Linked DNA regions of Mus musculus: region 2 is linked to region 1. The links are chromatin contacts, called in public HiChIP or PLAC-seq maps. All regions are on one chromosome and are shown on one strand. The core of a region is the stretch at or near the end of the contact, and the rest is flanking DNA. Distances in the headings are between cores, read along the strand shown.

Evidence for each region. HiChIP or PLAC-seq counts read pairs in DNA pulled down with a chosen protein or histone mark.
Region 2: a contact with region 1 is called in an H3K4me3 HiChIP or PLAC-seq map of embryonic forebrain, with 4 times the contacts expected there. The contact joins two enhancer-like sites. A contact is called at or near these places in 4 of 115 datasets of contacts at active chromatin or transcription factors (embryonic basal ganglia, embryonic forebrain, embryonic stem cells and 1 more) and 4 of 9 other capture datasets (adipose tissue, embryonic stem cells, liver and 1 more).

Annotation. Positions count from the first base shown.
Region 1 is chr10:69,689,106-69,693,548 of GRCm38.p6, reverse strand. The region is part of intron 1 of Ank3 (ankyrin 3, epithelial); the gene reads right to left. Among named protein-coding and RNA genes, the nearest start is that of Gm33464, 130 kb to the right of the region's middle. Within about 2 kb of position 2,613, at least 36 of the 459 cell types and tissues checked have an H3K27ac peak or open chromatin away from gene starts, as enhancers often do. A contact at or near this core is called in embryonic forebrain, where this site is marked.
Region 2 is chr10:69,856,379-69,860,821 of GRCm38.p6, reverse strand. The region is part of intron 8 of Ank3 (ankyrin 3, epithelial); the gene reads right to left. Among named protein-coding and RNA genes, the nearest start is that of Gm33416, 7.8 kb to the left of the region's middle. Within about 2 kb of position 1,756, at least 57 of the 459 cell types and tissues checked have an H3K27ac peak or open chromatin away from gene starts, as enhancers often do. A contact at or near this core is called in embryonic forebrain, where this site is marked.

The sequences.
Region 1 (4,443 bases), core at 1,364-3,863:
CCAGGGTGTTCACTGGCTACCTATCTCACTGAAAAGGTGATCTCTAGGGTCAGTAAGGGACTCCCATGCCTAAAACTAAGTTTCAGAGTGATAAATGAAGATGTTTGACACTAGCTTCTGGCCTCAACTTGCATGTGTGCATCTGTGCACACACCCAGGAACACGTGTCCACATATATAAGGCACACAAACACAAAATGAACAAACGCGAATGAAGAGAACATGCTAAGAGAGACTAGATCTGAACATGTTCACAGTAAGTATTAAACATCTGTAGCTGGGGATGTGATAATTAGCTTCAGTCAATCAATTGATATATTACATCCAAATGATAATAATTTATATCTTACAGGTAACTGTAATTAATAAGAGATGAAATGAGTAGGGTACAGGCCTCAACTGTGGGAGAATGTTTTCAAAGCTTTACCAAGCAAATGATCAGTGTCTATAAGTTGCAAATGAGTCTGATAAGCAAAATTTACAGGATAAGGAGTTCTGTTCATTGTGGGTCCTGGGAGGACAGGACACTTGTCCAGGGAGCACAGAGGCGACACTTGCCCACGTCTCTGAGAGTTACATCCTAGCATTTCAGAGGCAAAGTCACCATCTTGGATATTCACAGTCTGTTGTTGCATGCAACTTTGCTCCCCATTATTAGGGAGAAGGGAGAATTGCAAGCCATGTGTTGGATAGAATACCACCATCTACCAGAAAGACTAAGAACGAGAAGACAGAGGAATGGAGAGATAGCTCAGAACCAAGATTTCCCAGTGTGCTTCCAGAGGACCTGGTTTTGGTTCTTTAAACCCAGGCTGAATGGCTCACAACTGCCTGTAACTCTAGTTCTAGAGAATTTGATGCCTTTGGCCTCTGAGGGCACCTGGACTCAAGCCCACTATGCTAACACACAGACACACAATTAAAAACAAAATCTTGTAGACTGAAAATACCAAATTCTGGCAAGGATGTGAAAGCAGCCACAACCTAACACATTGTTACTGGTGAGTGTATGGCTGGACAATGGCTTTGGGAAAAGCACAGGGGGTTTTTAACTTAAAAAGTAAGCCCTTCTCTTGTAACTGAGCAACTTCATCCTTAGATGCTGTCAGAAGATATAAGAAACTTATGTCCAAGAGAGTCTTGTAGAAGAGTGTTCATGCCAGTTTTATGTAACAACAAATCTTGAAACAGCCTAGATATCTGTTAGCAGACAAACAGATAAACCAAAGGGATTTGGGGGGCCTGAGGACTACCTAGATGCCACCCTCAAGAATACTGTCTGATTCTTTTAAGATAGGGTCTCTCATTGGCTCAGAGCCACCAATTAGGCTGCACTGGCTGGCTAGCAAGAATCTCTCACCAGGCAGTGGTGGTGCACGCCTTTAATCCCAGCACTTGGGAGGCAGAGGCAGGTGGATTTCTGAGTTCAGTTCGAGGCCAGCCTGGTCTACAAAGTTAGTTCCAGGACAGCCAGGGCTATACAGAGAAACCCTGTCTCAAAAACAAAACAAAACAAAACAAAACAAAACAAAACAAAACAAAACAAAAAAACAACAAAAAAACAACCAACCAAAATAAACAAACAAAAAGAATCTGTCTTCACTTTCCTAGTATTAGGACTGCAAATGCATCCAGCATCTCTACCTGGGTCCTGAGGATCAACATCAGGGTATCACACTTGGAAGGCAAATGTTCAACCAGCTTTGACATCTTCCTTGCTCCAAATAGTACATTTAAATTCCATTCATTCCACTCTATGTAAATGTTATGAAGGAGGAGGAGAAGAAGGAGAAGCAGGAGGAGGAGAAGAAGGAGGAAGAGAAGGAGGAGTAGGAGGAAGAGAAGGAGGAGAAGGAGGAGTAGGAGGAGGAGAAGGAGGAGGAGGAAGAGGGGAGGAGCAGGAGGAGGGGGAGGAGATAAACAAACACAGGCTTATCTGCAGATTCTGTATCCTAGGACCCAGTGGATATCAGGTGATAAATGCTTGTGGCAAACAATTGTGTGAGCATTGAAAATATATTATACTTTGGGTTGCCTGTCCCTGAGATGCTAGAGTGGATGTTGTGTGCCCATCTCCCCAGCCTCTAAGCATCTACAGGTAGGCTTGCAAGGGCAATCCCCAGCTTCCATTTACAAGGCAAAAGACATTCCCGATCTTCAGATCTTCCATAGTGGCTTCAAAAGGAACACCACCACAAGCAAAAGACATCTTTAGTGAGCAGCTATTAGGTGGCAGGCACTAGGCTAGGTAATTCACACATCTGCTCACTCGCTCATTAATATGGAATACCTGCTAAGCGCTGGGATTTACATAAATTATCCATTGAATGTGTGCCCAAATCCAGTAAGGTGGGTCTTAGAAATCCTGTCTTATGGTGTGTGAATTGAGACTCAGATGTGATTAAATGCCTGAAAAGGTCATATTGCTGAAAAGTGACACACCAGATCTAGCAAATTACTCTGAAGACTGAAAGGGGTGGGGGGGGCTGTGTATGTCTCCTTTTAAAAGCATTTCCGCATCGCTTTGCTTTTATAGGAACCCATGCTCTGTCTCTGTCACCTGGTTATTGCTGGTGAAGGAAAGGATCGCGAGCGAGCCGCTCTCCCGAGACTGTCCCTAGCCTGTCAACCTCTTGCTGCATTGCGGAGGGAGGGAAACCGATGGCTTTTGATTATTCCTGCCCCTACCCCCACAGCCATCTGCTCAGGCAACTTATATCCCAGCACACCCAGCCACACAATGTTTCCCATTTTATCCCTGGATTCTCTGGAATAAATCTGTAGGAGGCAATAAAATCAGGCACTCCCTGTCCTTGGAAGCAACCTCTCCGATGCTGCGGACTTGAGAACCACTCATTATTAGTTCTGCATGGTGACGACTTCTGTCCCTGTGACCAGTATAACTTGAGTGACAAGAGACCCAGAGATTAAAAAGAGAGAGCCAACCCCTCAGCTCCACCAGGGAATAACAGGCAATGTATATCATACTGGAACATGGCGTGGAAGTATTGTGCAACACTGCCACCCCCACCCCCACCCCCGCCACCTTCCCAACCCCCCACCAGGCTTCTGTATATCCCATAACTAACTCACATCCTCCCAGTAAAGACAAGCATCTGAGATGGGCTAATAACACTGGTGCGTTAGCTAATTAGCAAGAGTAAGGCATTTGGAAAACAAACAGGCATTGCCAGGATGCTCTCATTATGGGGCTGTCCTCAGCTGAGGCTGTCCTCAGCAGTAATGGGGGATATCTCCAGAGAGTGCAGTGTGAGGACCTGGCAGGAAAGCCACCTGCTGAGGTGTACTGACATCACTACTCCTACAGAAGGAGAACCTTGGTTTCTATTTATTTATTTATTCATTTTTATTTGCTTAAAACACAAGTCTTTTTTTTTTTTTTTTTCCTTCTCCAGAGCCCTAACTATCCATGACATCCTTTTGCACACCGGACTTGGTCAGTGAAACTTTCTTCCTGACCCAAACCTTAACCTCTCCAGATTGAGCCAGTCAGATAGGAAATAATAGCTTTATCGGAATATGGCTCATCGCTTGTAGCCAGTGGTTCTACTCTGACCAGAAGATATGGAGCCACTCCTGACTAAGTCCACAGTGGAGAGTATCAACGCGCTTGCATGCTGGGTTTGTTGTTGTTGTTGTTGTGTTGTGTTTTGTTTTGTTTCATAGTAAGGCTAAGATCTTTTCTGGTAAATAAAATGGCAATGTTTTTTATCCGTGAAGAAACTGAAGCAGGAGCTGGGGGTTTGACTCAGCTGGGAAACGCTTACATAGCATCCACAAGGCTACATAAACCAGGTAGTGGGGAGTACACCTGTAATCCCAGCATTTGGGAAGTGTGGGCACTACGGTCAGCTCAGGGTCATCTGTGATTCTTAGATCAAGATAGACACCAGCCTGGGACATGTGAGACCCTACGGCAACACAAAACAAACAAACAAACAAAGAAACCACAACAGCAAAAATTAAAACACAACAACAACAGAGGTTTGGAAAGCAGCTTTGCAGAGGATCCAGCAGGAGAGCTTGCTGAAGACTCCACAGAGGACCCCGCCGAGGACCCCATCTGTACAGGGGTCAGTCCTTATCGGCTTCCTTTCCAGATGCAGCCCGCTTTCCCATGGACCGCGAAAAAGCCAGTCTCCATCTTGAGCCCTTTCTTCCCACGCATTGCTCTGCAAGCCGAAGCCACCTCATCCACACCCACAGCGTCAATTATCTCCCAGTTGAGATGACTCACAGTGTGGACCCTCCTTGGAGCTCCTGACCCAAAAATCCAACTGCCTGTTCGATGTCTCCTTTTGGATAAATCAAACTCAGCATCCAAAAATATGCATAAGATATGCCTCCTACTTGTCTACCACTGTCCCGCACTCTGGGGGAGCATATTCTCCCACCTCCCTATCACCGTGAGCCCTGTGATGTG
Region 2 (4,443 bases), core at 507-3,006, 170 kb before region 1:
TCAAACATGGCTCCTCTGGAGCAGCAGCAAGCATTCTTAACCACTGAGCCATATTTCTAGGCATTCTTTAATAAGTATCATGAATACTTTTTTCTTCAACATTAGTCTAGCCTCCCCTAATCCCAAAGGTAAGATAAACGATGAAGAGGCAACTGAATCTAACAAGGCATGATGGGATACTCTGTGCCAGGGAGACTGAAACAGGGGCATAGCAAGCATGGGGATAGCCTGAACTAAAAAAGGCAGTTTGAGGCTGTCCTAGACTACATAGTGAGGCCTTATATCAGAAAACCAAAAGAAAACAAAACAAACAAACAACAAAATAAAACCAACCAACAAAAATCCCCCAACTACTAAGTTAATGAACAGAGTGATTGGATGTCTTTTCAAGAGTGCTTGTTAGTTTGTTTTTGAGTCAATGTATTGGGTAGTTAAGTCTGACCTCTAACCTGCTATGAGGGTGGAAGAATGACCTTGAACTTCTAACCCTCCTGTACTGAGATTATCATGACAACACATCCCTTCTGTGTGATGCTGGGATCTAACTCAGGGCTTTTATAAATACCAGGCAAGATTCTACTAACTGAGCCACATCACCTGAGTTCACACTAATCATTATGCAAGTATTTCCTAGTTGGATGATCATGATTGAAAAAGGATGTTTCCGCTCTGCCCTCCTTCGTTTGTGTGTGCGTGTTTGTGTCATGGAATGCATGTGCGGAGGTCAGAGGACAACTTCAGGAGCTGGCTCTCTCCTTCTACCGTGTGGGTCCTGGGGACCAAATGTAGGTCGCCAGGCTTGGCTGCAAGCTGCTCTCCCTGCTGAGTCATCTCACAGGTCTTGCTTCGTCTTTTGCTTTGGATTCATTTTATTAAATGCTGAAACACTATTGAAATATCTCATCCTTTAAAAACAACTACAAAACAAAACAAAAAAATCAAAACAAAAACAACAACAACAAAAAAAAACCCACCCCAAATCCCAACCCTCTGAAATTCTCACTGGAGGAAGTTGTTGGTCAATTAGATTGGAAAGCATGACTCAATCAGCTAACTCTCAGAATTTGCTCTAATAAGATTTTCCTTTCTTGTAAACCCGGATACTGCAAGCTTATAAAAGAGCTTTTATGGATAACGTGCTTGCCAACAAAACACTTGCATATTCCTCACTTTCAAATTACACAAATGTTGCTGGATCCTGTTTGTTTGTTTGTTACAAGAATTCTTTTTTTTTTTTTTTAAACCAACCCCTGCAAACTTGCAATGTATGTATGTAAAGTGTCAATTACAAGGAAGGAGTCCTGGACCAAAAAGAAAAAAAAAATGCTGTTCTCCAACCTCATGTAACATTAACGCCCATCTGACAGATTCTTGGCACAGGCAACTTTGGGGGAGGTGAGGGAGCCCACTTCCATACCACACATATATAACAGACTAGACAGGATCGAGTGGGAAGCTGAGTTGCCATGGTGACATTATGGCAGGAAATGGAATTGCGAAGGGTTGGCAATTTTCTTTCCAATCCCCTAGATTTTTTTTTTTTAAAGCATTAATGTAATGAATGGGTTTCCCTTGGGCAGACTTTTGAATTGCCCATACAGGCTGGCCCTGGGCTTCTATTTCATTTTGGTGACAGTAATCTTGTAAGTGAGGGGGGGAGCTTCGTGCTGCTGGCTGGAAAGAATGCTCTCTCCTGTTATGCAAAGAGCCAAGCCTTATGTACACAGAGACCCAAAAGACCTTCCTTCAGTCTGACCTTTGTGCACAGTACAGAGCAGGACTTGGACCAGAAAGCTAGGGACAGTAGGGTGTCACACCAGAGAATGTTATCTAGAACAGACCCTTACCATCTGGACACTGCACAAAGCCAAGACTAGAGGGATATGCATTCATGGTTGGGAGAGGAATTTCCAGAAGTAATGTGCTGATTTTGGTTTGTGTCCACTCCGCTCACCTCTTTCTTTCCTAAGCATCCCCCCTCCCCATTCTAGAGATGGAGAAGGAGGTAAAGCCGGGGAAACTCGGGGATGCTCTGAATGTAAAGTAGATGGTTATATTCAAACAGTGGAGAACAGAAAAGAAACAAGCAACAATGCACCCAAGAAGGGCTGGTACGGCAGTCAAGACACACCAACGAACAGTGATTAGAGTTTAACAGAAAACAGAAAAGCTCATTCTTTATGTTGGCATTTCCACCCACTCAAACCTTGACTGGCCCTTGCTTTAAATCATAGGCAGTTGTAGAGTTAACCCAAGAGAAAATGGAGCCGTTTTTAATGTCCTCTGTTACATGAGCTTTATACTTGGGGTCTTATTTTATTTGGACCACTGTTCCATGGGAGAGGTCTTAGGGGCTCTATTTATAGATCAGAAAACTGCTCTGGGGGGTTGATGCAACTATCCAAGGTCGCACAGGAAGCCAAGGGTCGCAATGAGAGTTCACGTGTAGACTTGTCTCTGAAACACTGGGCTTCATCTACTACGACAAATACTAATCCATACACACATCCAGTACTCTTTTCCAATCAAGACTTCATTTCTGACATTATATATGGACGTAGACTCTCTTCCTTCTCTTCCTGATTGTGCCACTGTTCAGGCGCTGTTCATGCAATTAAAATGAAAATAGGAACTGGTGAGATGACTCAGCATGTAAAGGCGCAACCTGTCACCTGACCCTCCCCCCCGCCCCCACACTATAGCCCGTGTACCTACATGCACGCATATGCAAACCTAAAAGAATATATATATATATACACACACACACATATATATATATATATATATATATATATATATATATATATATATATATATATATATAAAAGGTGAAGGAAAAGAATGTGAAACCCTCTGGCCTTTCTCTACTCATAAACTGCAGTTTTTGGAGAGAATACAACCTTATATTATTTGATGTTTCTATCCTGGTTTAGTGGGTTTTGTGTCTCTTGTTTTGCTTCAGATTGAGTGTTGTTTAGAAGGTTAAGCTAAAAGAATGCTCATCAATACATCCATTCATTCATTATTTACCTATCATCTACCTGTATTCTTTCTCTTTCTCCAGTCTCCTCATCTGATTTTTTAGCTAAAGCTCTTGATGGTTGTGACTGTCTGAAGACTATAATATATACCCTACATGATCATAACCCAACTATCATTGGTTATATATCAATGTCAATCTTATGAATGTTATGTGTTGAAGTAATATCATACTTAACTTTATGAATAACATGAGAATTCTGTAATATAATTCCATTCATTCTATTTGGTTTGATTTGGGGGTTGTAAATATGACACAATTTTCATGTGTTATAAATCTCCCAACAAACCGATTTGTTAAGTGTGAACGTGAGATGTGATTATACATTTTCTGGAATTAGACACTTGGTATGCACAAATACATCTCAAGAGGATGTTATTAGGTTTAAAAACTCACATCAGGGCTCAGAATAGAATCCAACAGTGAGTTATTTATTGTTTAACTTTTTTTTTTTAAAGAAAGGGGCATCATCAGGATGCTGACAGTGGATCGCTGTGGGCTACTTCGGTGTCTAGCTGGTTTGAGTTACTTCAGAGAAGTTGGACGTCAGTGTCACCAAAGCACACTAGGGGGAAACAGGAGATTCAGGAGGGTGCCTGCACCTGTGATGGAATGGCAAGTATTGAAAGCAGGGACTGTCTTGAGCTTGCTAGTTAGACTCTTCTACAGAACCAGGCATGCAGTACCTATGCATGCCATTGCACTCCTCCTGAGCAAGGTAAACTGTCTTTCCAGCATGCCATCCAAGTGTCAGGACAAAGAAAAAGAGCCCCCTGTCGTTTTCTGAGGCTGTAGAACGTATTCATTCCTTCAAAGGGGAAGCCTGGGGTGTTTCATCTTTACCTCTCTGAATGTAAGCAAATTCTCTCAAGGTTCACTACGTGTTGAGAGTTATTTTTATTTTATGTGGATGATTGTTTTGCCTGTATACTCATATATGTAATGTGTATGGGCTAGTGCCCACGTGGACTAGAGAAGGTGTTGGGTCCTTTGGAACTGGAGTTACAGGTGGTCGTGAGCTGCCATGCTGGTGCTGGGAACTGAACCAGAGTTCTTGGGAAGATAGTATGCATTCCTCACCACTGAGTCGCCTCTCCAGCTCCTATCAATATTTGGGGTTTTGTTGCTGTTGCTTGTTTTTTTTTTTTGAGATTGGGGTGTGTGTGTCTCATATAGTCCAGTCTGACCTTGAACTCTTGATCCTCCTGCCTCTCCTTCCCAAGTGCTGAGATTAGAGGTGTGCAAAACCACCCTGGACTAGGTTCCCAATAGTTGTGACAGAAAATGAAAGCCATCAGTCCATTTTGTATAATGTGAAGAAGTATTTTCAATAGTCTTGGTTCGTGGATAAACCTGGAACCCTTCATGTTGCCCAATGTTTGTGCCAACAATTTGAACTCAGA